Regions from separate parts of the Mus musculus genome. Here region 2 is linked to region 1. The links are chromatin contacts, called in public HiChIP or PLAC-seq maps. All regions are on one chromosome and are shown on one strand. Each heading gives the region's core, a stretch centred on a gene start, on an enhancer-like site or on the middle of the called end of the contact. The rest is flanking DNA. Distances are from core to core; before and after follow the strand shown.

Region 1 (6,463 bases), core at 2,882-5,381:
AAAATATGCTACTCTGAAAAGGACAGCGACATGGCCTTCCTCTAAGATGCCAAGAAGGCTGGAACATCTTCTCTGGGGTGGAGCAGCAATTTTGTCTGGCCCGAGAAGGCTCTCTGCATCCGGTGGCATCAAGAGCCTTACATTCTGGAGGATGGAGGCCCCCTTTCAGGGAACCAGGTTTCCAGCTGCCAGCAAGATGGTATGCCGAACCCCAGGGGTGCGGACTTGAAAGCTTGGTGCTCTCTGACTGTCTGAGCCTGCCTTCTGCCTCCTGTCACCTCAAGACCTCTTCTCCTACCAATTGAGGAGAGTGACAGGTTCTGTGGGCTGCCCAGGCCTGACACAGTGGGCAAGCCTCTGTCAGATTGCAGCCTAGGAATCCTGCACCTCCTGATGCTAGATTCAGGACCAGGCATTCTGGGATAGCCCATGGGCAATCAGCTCTGCCTCTGTGCCCCCTACCCTCTGCTAGAATCCCTTCCTGGTCTCCTGATGCCCTGCAGGGTGCATAGGGACAGTCCTAAAGTCCTCTGGATTCCTAGGTAAAGCTGGGATGTTACCTGCTTTCTCCCCTGGGAACACCCTGGGGACTCATCTCAGTGTCCAGTGAAAGAGGCTGCAGTCCTGATGCCAAGCGAGCGAGAGAGAGCTCCCAGCTCTGTGACTGAGGACACCCATGGGCTCCACCTACACCCATAGCCAGGGCACCCACGACTCAGAGGTCAAGGACTCCAGGGCCTTGTCTTTGGCACCATTTTCTTCTGATAACTAGGTGCTTGGTTCAAATTGAGCCTCAATCTCTGCACTGAGACAGGACCGAGGCCACGATACAGAGAAGGTGGATGTGAGCTGGAGGTCACTGCAGGATGCCTAGGAACCCCTCTGAAGAAAGAGGGGAAGGCAAGGGGCCACTCTGGGTCACTAAGCATGGGTAGATGGCACACTGGTTTTCCGTCTCCAGAGGGTTTCCTGTAGGAAGGGAAAGGGTTTTTTTCCCTTGGTCTCCTGCAACCCCAGGGGGATAAGGGGACTGAGGTGAGGAGACTCAGGGCTTGGGAAGGGTTGGCTGGGCCACTGGATGGGGCAAGTTGCCCCAGGGACCCTAGTAGGCTTGTCCCGTTTCCACAGGAAGAAGTCCCAGCACAGCGGAGTGTTCCCCAAGCTTCATACGGCGCTGTGTGGACAGGCTCACGTTTTTGGCCAGGTAATCAACAGCAGCTGGAAAGAGAGAGAAGCTTCTAGAAACTGAGGTTCTTTTCATACATCCTTCCACTTAACCTTCATCCATCTGTCCATCTGTCCATCCAACCACCGTTCCATCCATCCTAACCAGCTCTTGTCCATCCACCCATCCACCTATAACATCCATCTATTCATCTGTTTACCCATGCATCTTACTAATCTATCCATCCAGCCTCCTTTTCTTCCATTCTTCTGCACATTCACAAATCTATTTATCCATCTTCTACTCCATCCCTTCTTCCAGCCATGTATCCTTCTCTCCTTCTATCTACTCATCCATCCATCCATCCATCCATCTATCCATCCATCCATCCATCCATCCACCCACCCACCCACCCACCCACCCACCCATCCATCCATCCATCCATCCATCCATCCATCCATCCATTTCTGTCTAATTACCCATCAAACCTTATGATCTATCCATCCATTTCCACCATCCATTCTTCTTCACAATCATCCACATACAATGTCTTCCCTTTACACACCTGCCAATCTTCTCATCTGTTCTTCCACCCACACTATTCATCTACCCATTCTTCTGTTCATTAATCTTCTGTCTATATGTCCATCCTTCTGACCATCTATCCATCAGTCCCTCTTTCCTTTGTTGGCTAATTTTTATTGTCAACTTCACACAGCCTAAAATGACCTGGGAGGTGAGCATCAGTTGAAGAATTGTCTAGATCAGGTTGGCTTGTGGACATGTCTGTGGGGGAACTGTCTTGACTGCTAATTGGTTATTAAGAGACACAGCCCACTGTGGGTGACACCATTCCCTAGGCAGGGAACCCTAAGGTGTATTAAGAATGAAGCCAGCCAAAGGCAAGTAAGTAGACAGCATGGATACATTGTTTCTCTCTGCTTTTCAGTGTGGGTTTGATGTGACCAATTCAAGTTCCTGCCTTGACTTCCTGTTATCATGAACTGTAACACATGTCATTGTAAGTAAAATGAACCCATTCCTTCCCTAAGTTACTTTTGGTCAGGGTATTTGGCACAGTAACAGAAATAAAATGAGAACACCCTCCATCCTTCTTCCACCCATAGTTCCCTTATAAATCTCTTTCCCACCCTCTCAGCAAATATTTCCTCAGTGTTTATTATTTGTCTGCTCTTTTTCTGGCTCTAAAGGGAAGTACACGTACACATCCCAGATTTCAGTAGAGAATTAAGCTTCCCTCCCTCAGTCCATTTGCATATCCTGGCCAGTGAACCCGGCTGAGTGAGTCCAGGTTAACACTGAGGATGAAGGCTCTCTACCTTTTCTGGACCCTGAGTGCAGGTATGCATGAGGCACAACAGGGTCCTTGCACAAGAGCCAAAGTGGCTTTTGCAAGTGAGCCAAGAGGGCCTTTGAGAGAAAACATGAGAGCTGAAACCCACAGCCTGCCAGCTCCAGAGAAGTCCTGTGAGCATTGGTGGGGATGCGTGTGAAAATGAGTGGTGTGTATGTGTGTGTGTGTGTATGTGTGTGTGTGTGTGTGTGTGTGTCTGTGTGTAGGGGAAAGGAGTGTCTTCACAAGGCAATGCTGAGCATAGCATGAATATTCATACATAACAATACCTACCCATGCCCATTTGAGACACACACACATACAGACACACACACCTGTGTGAGCCCCTTGCTCCTTGTAAACAGATACCTATGCACACACAGGTCCTGCAAGCATAAGAGCTCACCTGAGGAAGACACAGATGTCTGTCATGTGCAACTACAATGGCTGGCCTGCGAAGCATGTGGATCTGTCCTAATTGAAGCTCTAGCAGACATCTTTCCTGACTAAGGCACTGGACAGGCAAAGGTCCAGGGCCTCCCAGGGCCTTTAGGTCTTGTGACTATAACCAGTGTGCCCCCACAGAACCCCCATGCATAGAGAGGTGAAAGCTGGGCACGGAGAGTCACAAGGCTCCCTCTGTTACCCGCCTTTCAGGGCTCCCTGTAGACTATCTCTGTGCTTCCCCAAGCGTGGCATCTTCTGCTTAAAGCAGGGCAGGGGGAGGTAGAGCCAGGAGGCAGGGGACACAGCTTGATGGTGAGACCAGGGAGTCCAAAGGGACAATCTCAATAGTTGCCTCCCAACCTTGAGTGTGACCTGGGCCATAGCATTTCAGCCTCAGTTTCCTTGTCTATATCATGGGATGGAGCATATGAACCAAAGAACTGCAGGCAAAGAATCCACACACATAGTGTGAAGGTAGAGTGTGGTGCTTGTGAGCGCAGGCCTAGAAGAAATGTGACCTTTAGCGGTGGCATGGAGAAAAGGGTGGCCATTCCTGGGTACATTCCCAGTCATATGGTTTTGAGCAAACTGGTCTTCCTTTATGTTAGTTTATCTACTTGAAAGCTGGGGTACAGACACTGTTTTAAAACACGCTGTCATAGAAGGCTCAGGACAAGCCTCCCCACTCCTAAAGGCTATGAAAATGTCCTGGGGTGTCTTTGAATCGTGTGTGTGCCTCTCCAGCCAGGCTCATAGTGGGTGAGTGGAGGGGAAGATCTATGCTGAGTTCCTGGGCTGGTGACGTCACTCACTCAGCCTCAGGCTCCAAGGTAGCAGAGCAGAGGCAGCTATGGCCACCCTTGCCTGGCTGTGAATGGGGAGTGGGGAGTTGCCAACTCTTGCTGAAGGAAAACTTTAAAGCTCTGGTCACACTGTCATTTCTCCTTGGGTGTCAGGGTCCATGGATCAGTAAGCCACCCTCTTAGAGGGCTGAAGGGATAGAAACAGAAACCCCAGAGATTTAGCCCTGTGCTATCCTGCTCCCAATGCTGTACTCAGGGTACTTTTAGGTATTTTTCCAGTCATATAAGCCAGATAGTGGGACTGTCCCCTGTCCCTGTTTGGTGAAATGTAGAACTAAGGTCTCTAGAGACTCTGACTATAATCAGCTGGTTCCTCTTACACTTTCAGACTCAGGCAGGCTGGTGACAGCTCCATAGCCTTGGGCCTCACCAGCAGCCCCTGGGAATTATCTTGTGGTATCAGCATCTTGGCAATGGCCCCTGGTGTGCATACAGCCCTCACGACTGAGGCCCTCCGCCCACCCCACATGCCCACGGTGACCTTTTCCACTCCAGGCAAGGTTTACCAAGAGCACACATCACCTCAGGTGAACTTTCTTTAGTCTCAGGGAGCTGTGGCTTACTTTGCCTCAGCCTGTCCCATGCTGGGCCCTGACACGACCACTACAGTTATTCCGTGGATGGGGTGTCTGAGAGGTCCATCACTGAGCCATGCTAACAGCAAAGGCAGAGCCCACACTTGGTTGGCACTTACTGTATACTAGGGGAAGGTGGGTTCTGTGCCTTGGGCAGGACAGTTCCCACTTGAGAAAAATAAAACCCGAGGCACAGCACAGTTGCCAGCCCAGAGTTACCCATGGGCACCCATGGTCACGGCTCCATCGACAAAGCTGTGCAAACAGGAAAAGCGGATCCCTAGAGCCCATGCAGGAAAGCCAGACATGGTGGTGTCTGGACCCCAGCCCAGGGGAGACAGAGGCATCTGGATCCCTGGGGCTCAATAGACAACATGCCTGCTGGTCTGTTTAGTAAGTTCCAGGCCAGTGAGAGATGCTGGGGATAGTGTCTACAGGTGAGACCTGAGCCTGACCTCTGACCTCCACATGCACAACTGCACACACATTAATGCATACATACATGCATGAACACATACACACATAAATAAAGGAAAACAAAATAAAGAATCGTTTCTCTGGCACCTCTATCCACTCTGCCCCAGTACACAGTAGGAACTTTCCCTCCTTGAGGTAGGCAAGGAAGCACTCAGAAGCCAAACTTTCCTGCTGACCCCCTGCAACTTCCAGAGCACCCAACGGGCCAACTGTAGGGCGTGCTTGCCTCTTCCTAGGGTAGAGCCAAAAGGCTGGACAAGAAGACAGGAAGGTGACATTCCTCATTAGGGACTCTGTCAACAACCCTGGATGTCCTTCTGTCCCTCCGTGTCTCCCTTCTCCTGCCTCACACCCCGCCTGGGCTCTGAACGTCTCCAATTACATTAATCAAGAGTTGGCAGGAGCTGGGCCAGCAATGCCAACCAGTAAACAGATCCCAGCCATCAGGAGCTCGTCAGAGCGCAGCCCCAGAGGAGGACCCTTCCAGACACAAATTCTTATTAGAGTTGTCAGATCTATTAAAATTCTTTTCACACTCCTGCGTTCTATCAGCCCCATCATTAGTATGGCCCTGGCCTCTGGGAACACCGGGGCCATATTAATCTACCATGTGCCCCATCCCTGCCCCCCTGCCCCCACCCACTCCAGGGACGGTTAGAGATGGGCAGATGGATGGACTTGGCCAGAGCCAGAAGATGTGGAGGTGTCTCTGGGAAGGAGAGAGGCCCTAGGAGCCAGGGGCAGGCGGGGTCTGCTGCACAGGAGTTAGGTCACGTGCATGTTTCAAACACACCTGAAATTGGCTCCTAATGACCAGGATGCAGGTGTGGCCACCAACAAAGCCAACCAACCCCTCTCTAGTAACTTCTCTAAGTCTCATTTCTATACTAAGACAGTGAGAATGACCATGCACACAGCCCTGTGTGGCAGCAGAGATGGGGCGCCAGCTAGCAATCATTTCTCTCCCCTCCCTGCATACGCATTTAGCAAGTTACACCTTGACTCTGCGCACATGGACAGCAGCACTCCCACACACGAGTGTGCACACGGGAGAGTGTGTACCCGATCAGTGCCAAGTGTCTTTCCCAGGCTGGCTCACCTGTGCTCCGAGGTAAGGAAGCTGAATCACAACTGCCTGGCTGTGGGACATTGGGAACACTGCTCTACCTCTTTGAGCCTAACAAACTGAGGACCAGGAGGTGGGGAAGCTCTGTGGCTGAGAAGCACGTATTTCACACAGAGCTGCATGGGCTAAACTCAAGCATGGGACAGGAGGCAGCAAGTGACAGGTGGATCAAGACCAACACAGGGGAGTCCAGAATGTGTGACTTTCAAAGCTTATTAGAGAACCTGGCCTCCTGTGTGCTTAGGGGTGTTGGCTGCTGGTTAACAGAAATGTGACATGTCCTTGGACTGCCCCAGAAGGTCAACAGAAAAAAAGGCAGTGTGGCTGGAAATGGCTGAGAGGATGTGCCTCGTCCCCAGACCCATTCTGCAGGTGGGAAAGCTGAGGCTGGGTGTGTGTGACAGCTGGGTGACACATGGTGGCCGAGGTGCCTCAGTAAGTGGCTGGAGACCATGG
Region 2 (6,463 bases), core at 2,532-5,031, 1.1 Mb after region 1:
ACTATTAGATTTATTAGCAAGTTTTATGGCACAATAACTGAGCAGTTATTAATCTATTCTAATCCTCTACACTAATCTGGCTACCTCCCAGTCAAAATTGATGAGACACTTGCAGTTTAGTATTGATCTGGCTCTCTCTGCTCCAGGTGTGTTCCCTTGGTGGCTCCTGACCCTCTCACGTGGTGGATCCTCCCTTCTCTACTCTCTACCCCACGTGGAATCGGATCTCTCCTTCTCAGTCATTGTCTGATGAGCCCCAGCCCCATCCTCTCTCCTGCTCAGTCATTGGCTGATGAGCTTTTAGTGATAAGTCAGAGAATTAACGGGGAGCAATGTTTACACACCACTAAGACAGGAGAGTCTTAGAATAAGCATTACAACGCCAGGTCCATCCGGATGACAGCCAGATATGAGGGCAGAGAAACCAGCATTTGAATAACACACGGATAACCTTTACACGGACACAATAACATGTCAATAATGGTGATCTACTCTTTCTTCTTCTCATGCTGTCTTCCAAGTTACTGACTTTAGTCTCAAGTCCATCCTTTCCGGTTACAACAGGAAGGCTCAGTCGCCAATCCCCAGGGGCCTGATATCAGGCTGTCCAGGCCTCAGCCATTCAATCCATCTCCCCTAACAGCTTTGACCTGGCTGAGAGTCCTGGTGTTTGAGGGGTCAGCCTGGGTGTGAACATGCCACAGAGAGGGTCCCAATGGCTGGACCAGGGGGCTCTCACACACACCTAGAACATCAGAAGATGATGCATAGAGACAACCCCGAGTCCAGATGCTCTACAAATGGAAGACCTGAAAGCAGGATTGAGCCTGGTGGGAGCCCCTCTCCTCCCCATTTTCCCTGTCGGGAGCCTGGGGCTCATCAGATCCTCTAAGAAATCCATGGCTGACTTGGCACTGTAAGAAGGTCCAGAGAGGGTGAGCAGTTTACCCAAGGTCACACAGCACATTCCCCTTCTCTACCTGAGGAGATGCGGGTGGCAGGGTAGAGGGGGGAGAATGCTAAGTACACCAGCTGTCTAGCTGGCCCAGGTATCAGGGCTTTATCCCTCCCATGCCTTTGATCACCTCGGAGGGAGCTAGCCATGAACACACAAAATGCATGTTAGTCCTTCTACTGGCCTTTCATGGTCCACTTCCTCCAGGAAGCCTTCCCAACTATCCCTGGCACCCACACGCTCTGCTATAGAAAACTGCCGACTTTGGCCAAATTCCACTGTTCTTCTAGCAAGGCATTTCACAGATGGATAGGGACAGGGCCATCTCAGACAAGCTGGCTCATGGGGAAGTCTTCATTCCAGGTCTTGTGAGACGGAAACAGGAACAATACATCCTGCAGGTAAAGGGTCCTGTCTGCAGTTGAGACAGTTAAGAATGAGTTCCTGTTTGTCCTGTGCAAGTTAAGGTTTCTGTCTGTCATTAAAGAATGAGTTCCTGTTTGTCCTGGGCTAAGTCCTTGCAGGTTAAGGTTTCTATTTGCAATTAGGGGTTAAGTTTCTGTTTCTTAGATCCGATGTAAACCGCAGAACATATTTTTCAGCCTACACTAAACTTTCCAACCCATCCCTGTGGTATATATGGCCTCGTTCTTTCCTCTCTATTGTTCTGCCTTTCTAACAATGTATGACAGCAGACTCTCTCGCCCCTGTGAACACTTCATCTCTTCTATAAAAAGGACCTCAAGAGCCAGCAGGGGTTGCCCCCCAAAATCCTGACTTAGGGAGAGGCAGCCAGGCTGCCCAGTCCCAGGTGTACCCCAAAATAAAGCTTGCTTCAATTGGACCATCGTGGGTCCGGTCTTTTTCAGGTGTTCTGAGCCATCAGCCAGCCACTGGGCAGCAGCCACCACCCTTGGTGGACACATCCCCTAGGCTCCCCCCAGTGCCCTGAGGAGCAACTCCTAGAGAGCAATAGCGTCTGTGAGCAGAACTCTCAGCCCCACGTCTCCTGGCCCAGATCCCAGTGGCAGTGGGGAGAGAGAGGGAAGGACAGAGGGACAGGTGGAAGGACAGACTGGAAAGCTGAGGTGGAAAATGAGAGAAGCTCAGAGCCGGAAGAAGGAAGAGCGGGAGAAAGGCAGAGGCAACAGCTGGGAAGTCATGTCAGAAAAAGTGAGGCTCAGAGAGGGGCAGTGACTGGCTCTGGGTCACACACCAGACAACAGAGCCACCTCCCTGGCACAAAGCCTGGCTTCAGAGAAAACAAGGCAAAGCTCATTAAGTCTCTGGCAAGGTCTTATCAGATAGGAATGGCTAATAACTTAGATCTGTCAACACGTCCTGCCCCATGTTCCTCCTCCCGGCCTCCTGCCACCCTCCGCTCACTTTCTGGAATGGGCACCTGGAACTGCCCAAACTCGTCTTCTCCCTGCGGAGCTGGGGCTGGGTCCCAGCTCATGGCAATGATACCTCCCTACCCTGCTGCCCAGGTTAGCCCACCCATGCTGAGGTGGTAAGAGGCAGGTGGCTGCCATTCTACCCTCTTCTATGGTATCAGCAGGACGTGTCTTGGCTCCCAAGCGCCTGTCTTCTGGGGCCAGCCAGGGGCCTGATCTGCCTTAGGCATCTTCCCGGGTTCACTGTGTCTCTGGCACTCCACAGTAGGAATATGTGAGCGGGAGACACGGGGCCTGCGCTGGCTTACACGGGTGACATGGTGCAGTCGTCACACTCCGATCTCCTGCTCCTGTCACTTCCTGAGCTCCCCGGCTGTACCTCTGTGTCCTATTCCCATTCTCATCCTGGAATAAATGACAAGTGACTGAGCTGCAGCCCCAAACCTCTTCACACACAACCAGACCTGCCTGAGGTACACCGGGCTGGGAAACAATGTCTCCACCGACATGAGCAGCTACTTCTGGGCTACAATTCTGCTCACATCTCACAGGCAGAGGAGAGCCTCGGTGGCCTCGGAGCTATGAGCTGGGCTTGGAAACCTCCTTCTCTTCTTCAAGGGCCAGGCTTCCAGACCTTCTGGGAGACAGCACTCCTGAGGAGAAGGGCTCATCTAGACAAGGGTGCGGTGGTCCATCTGACTCTCCTGACCCCAGGAGCCAGAGAGAGGGCTGAGTGTCCAAGAACAGTGTCTGGAGATCTGTTGCAGACATCCACCTTTAAGATAACTCTCGTCACAGGCATGCAGAGAGAAGAGGTGCCAGGTATTGCTGCTCAGGGAGGGACCTTTCTGTGGGAGGTGGCACTGGATGGTGGCTTGAGCAAGGGAGAGTTTATGACCTAGGTCAGGCATCCCTTACCTCCTTGTCCTCTTTCTGGGTGCTCAAGGTTGGCCCTACCTCACCGACTTGCCCACAGTGCCTCCCATTTCAGTAAACTATAGTCCCTGAGTGACACACAGGCTAACAAATGGGACATTTGACACCTAGAAGGGAGTTGGTGACATCAGGTCATTAGAAAGGGGCCAGACAAGAACCCTGGTGTCCATGGCTCCAGGTGCCCAATGTACTTGTCCTGGCCCCCACATCTGCCTAGATGTTGGCCACTCAGTTACTAACTGGCCATAGACTTCTCTCCTGGACTGAGCCTGGCTCCCAAATAGACCAACCATGCAGGCCATCCTATCTGGCATTACATAGCCAACTTGTCTGCCCTCTGTGCTCTGTGTGGCTTACAACCTCCTCTTCAGCAGAGGCAGCCACAGGGGTTCAAAGAAGGTTTCGCCCTCATCCGAACCGGACACGCACCAGTTCCTCAGAGCCCTCATGGGCGGGGCCTAATGCACCCCCGCAAAGCCTCCACCCTTCCCAGCTCTTCTGAGTCAGCCCCACGGTGCCCCAGACACCAGGTTCTGCAGCCAAGGCCAAGCAAGGCTTCCACAACCTGGCGGGGCCAACCCCCTGTCCCTAGAATTGAGGGACACTGGCAAACAGAGCTCCCTCTAAGATCCGTGAAGGCGTAGCTCGCTTCTCAGCTATCAGGAGTGTTGATGAAGTCTCCTTAAGGGGAGACATGTGAACCCTTTAAGCTCAGGTGACCAGAGCAGTTCAGACAGGAAAGTAACCCTAACTCCCCTAGGACACCTAAGAGCAGTCAGCAACCCACTCAACCATTCAGTCTACTCAGAGGGTCCTGCGTGGTGCATTGTGGGGCAGGGTTCAAAGTGCATGGGGCTGCTTCTTATCTATCTATCTATCTATCTATCTATCTATCTATCTATCTATCTATCTATCTATCTATCTGCCTATTTGTTTGTTTGTTTTAAGTCAAGTCAGGGTTTCTCTGTGTAGCCCTGACTACTGTCCATGTGCCTCGCTCAGAAGGCCCTGTGGGAGAGCATCCTCGGTCTTGCAGATAGTAACGAGAGGAGAAGGAGGAGGGGAGGTCTGCAAACAGAAGAAAAGGGTGGCTTGCTACCCCAGAGGGACCAGGAGAGGATCGCTGGCTCGGGGCTAACTGCTGAGTGCACAGTGACTTGGATCCTAAGTGTTCTCTAAAGGCTCCTGCATGTGGGCTTCAGAGGTGTGGCCTGTGGGAGTCAGAGGTGTGGCCTGTGGGCTTCAGAGGTGTGGCCTGTGGGAGTCAGAGGTGTGGCCTGTGGGCTTCAGAGGTGTGGCCTGTGGGCTTCAGAGGTGTGGCCTGTGGGAGCAATGGATCACTGAGACCTTTACCTACTTGGCTGATTAATCCATCGATGGCTTAATGGGCTGTTGGGAGGTGGTGGAAACTTCAGGAGCTGCCACCGGAGGAAGTAGGCCACTGGGAGGGTGCCTTTGAATGGGGACACTTGTTCTGGTCCCCTTTGCTTTCCAGCCAGCTTGGAGAGAGCAGGTAGCTTGGTCGCAGGCTCCCTGCTTATCAAGGTGACCCGGAGGTCAAACCCTCAGAGCTCTAAGCCAAAATAAACCTGTCATTATGTAAGTTGCTTTTCTCAGTGATGGTTTATCACAGCAATGGAAAGCTGAGTGAACCAAGCCCACAAAGGAGGGATTCTACTCACCCTGAGACCGGAGGGGGCTCCCTCAAGTCAAACTGGTCTCTCCCAGAGGTAGCTGGGAGGAATATAGGGAGCCCTGGGTCTCAGTTGTGAGACCCCCCCACACACACACAGGCTGGTGGGGTCCTCTGGTTCTCTCTCTTCTTAGCCTTATCTTTCTTTGACACAGCACTGGGTAAGTATCGCTCTGAGGCCCCATCTCCACCCTCTCCCTAACAGCACCGCAGCCTCTGTGCCACTCACCAGAATGAGGCCGGTCCGAGTGAGGCTGGGGCTGAGCACCTACGGCTCAACCTAGGCCTGAATCACTGTACCTGATCTTGGCCTCCAGCCCCAGAGCTGGGGGTGCCAGCCTGGCCGGGCAGGGCAGGCAGCAACTGATACAGAACTGCTGCTTCCTGCCCCACTTTCTCCCGTGGATGCATAGCACCGTTCTCCCAGACACCCAAGCCCTGGTCCCAAGCGCCAGCCACCTACAGAGCAGTGTATTCTTCCTGTGTGCTGTTCTCACAGGTGGGGGTGGGGTGAGGGTGCTGGCCTGATGGTAGAGGCAGAGCTTTTGTGAGACCCCAGGTTGAGGGTCCAGCCCTAGGAGCCTCCTCTAAGAAAACAAAACCCCGCCGCCCTCAAGATTCTTGGTCCGATGGACAGGACTCAGGCCCGGTCCTTCTGAAGCCTCCTGGCTGACTGAGAGGAGAAGTGGTCTCTAGGCTGCCATGGTCCAGGCAGTTGGTCCCTACCTGTGCCTGCAGGCTCCTTCTGGGCAAGTGTGGTCAGGGTTGGCAGTGAGTTAAAAAAACCAGAGTTGCATGGAAGACATGATACGGGCCATCTCCAGGACAGGAAGTCCCTTGTCCTAATTCTTTTTTTTCCCATTTTTTATTAGGTATTTAGCTCATTTACATTTCCAATGCTATGCCAAAAGTCCCCCATACCCACCCCTCCCACTCCCCTACCCACCCACTCCCCCTTTTTGGCCCTGGCGTTCCCCTGTACTGGGGCATATAAAGTTTGCAAGTCCAATGGGCCTCTCTTTCAAGTGATAGCCTATTAGGCCATCTTTTGATACATATGCAGCTAGAGACAAGAGCTCCAGGGTACTGGTTAGTTCATATTGTTGTTCCACCTATAGGGTTGCAGATCCCTTTAGTTCCTTGGGTGTTTTCTCTAGCTCCTCCATTGGGGGCCCTGTGATCCATTCAATAGCTGACTGTGAGCATCCACTTCTGTGTTTGCTAGGCCCTGGCATAGTCTCACAAGAGACAGCTATATCTGGGTCCTTTCAGCAAAATCTTGCTAGTGTATACAATGGTCCTTGTCCCAATTCTGTCCCAGCTGTAGTTCCCGGCTGCCCATGCACGTGGCCAGCCAGGTATCTGTGTTCCTGTTTCCTGACAGACTTCTAAAGACATGACACAAAGCCAAGGCCACACACCAAGGCCAGACTGGGGCCCAGAATTACCACCACAGGGAGTGGGGAAGGAGCAGCCCGTGAT

The links. HiChIP or PLAC-seq counts read pairs in DNA pulled down with a chosen protein or histone mark.
Region 2: a contact with region 1 is called in an H3K27ac HiChIP or PLAC-seq map of large pre-B cells, with 3 times the contacts expected there. The contact joins two enhancer-like sites. A contact is called at or near these places in 3 of 39 promoter capture datasets (the 3T3-L1 cell line and hippocampal neurons) and 1 of 115 datasets of contacts at active chromatin or transcription factors (large pre-B cells).

Annotation. Positions count from the first base shown.
Region 1 is chr4:139,739,685-139,746,147 of GRCm38.p6, forward strand. Pax7 (paired box 7) reads right to left here. Exons shown (of 9, transcript NM_011039.2): 9 at 1-1,218. The coding sequence ends at 1,103. Among named protein-coding and RNA genes, the nearest start is that of Gm42334, 8.0 kb to the left of the region's middle. Within about 2 kb of position 4,132, at least 24 of the 459 cell types and tissues checked have an H3K27ac peak or open chromatin away from gene starts, as enhancers often do.
Region 2 is chr4:140,855,755-140,862,217 of GRCm38.p6, forward strand. No RefSeq gene overlaps it. Among named protein-coding and RNA genes, the nearest start is that of Padi1, 13 kb to the left of the region's middle. Within about 2 kb of position 3,782, at least 40 of the 459 cell types and tissues checked have an H3K27ac peak or open chromatin away from gene starts, as enhancers often do.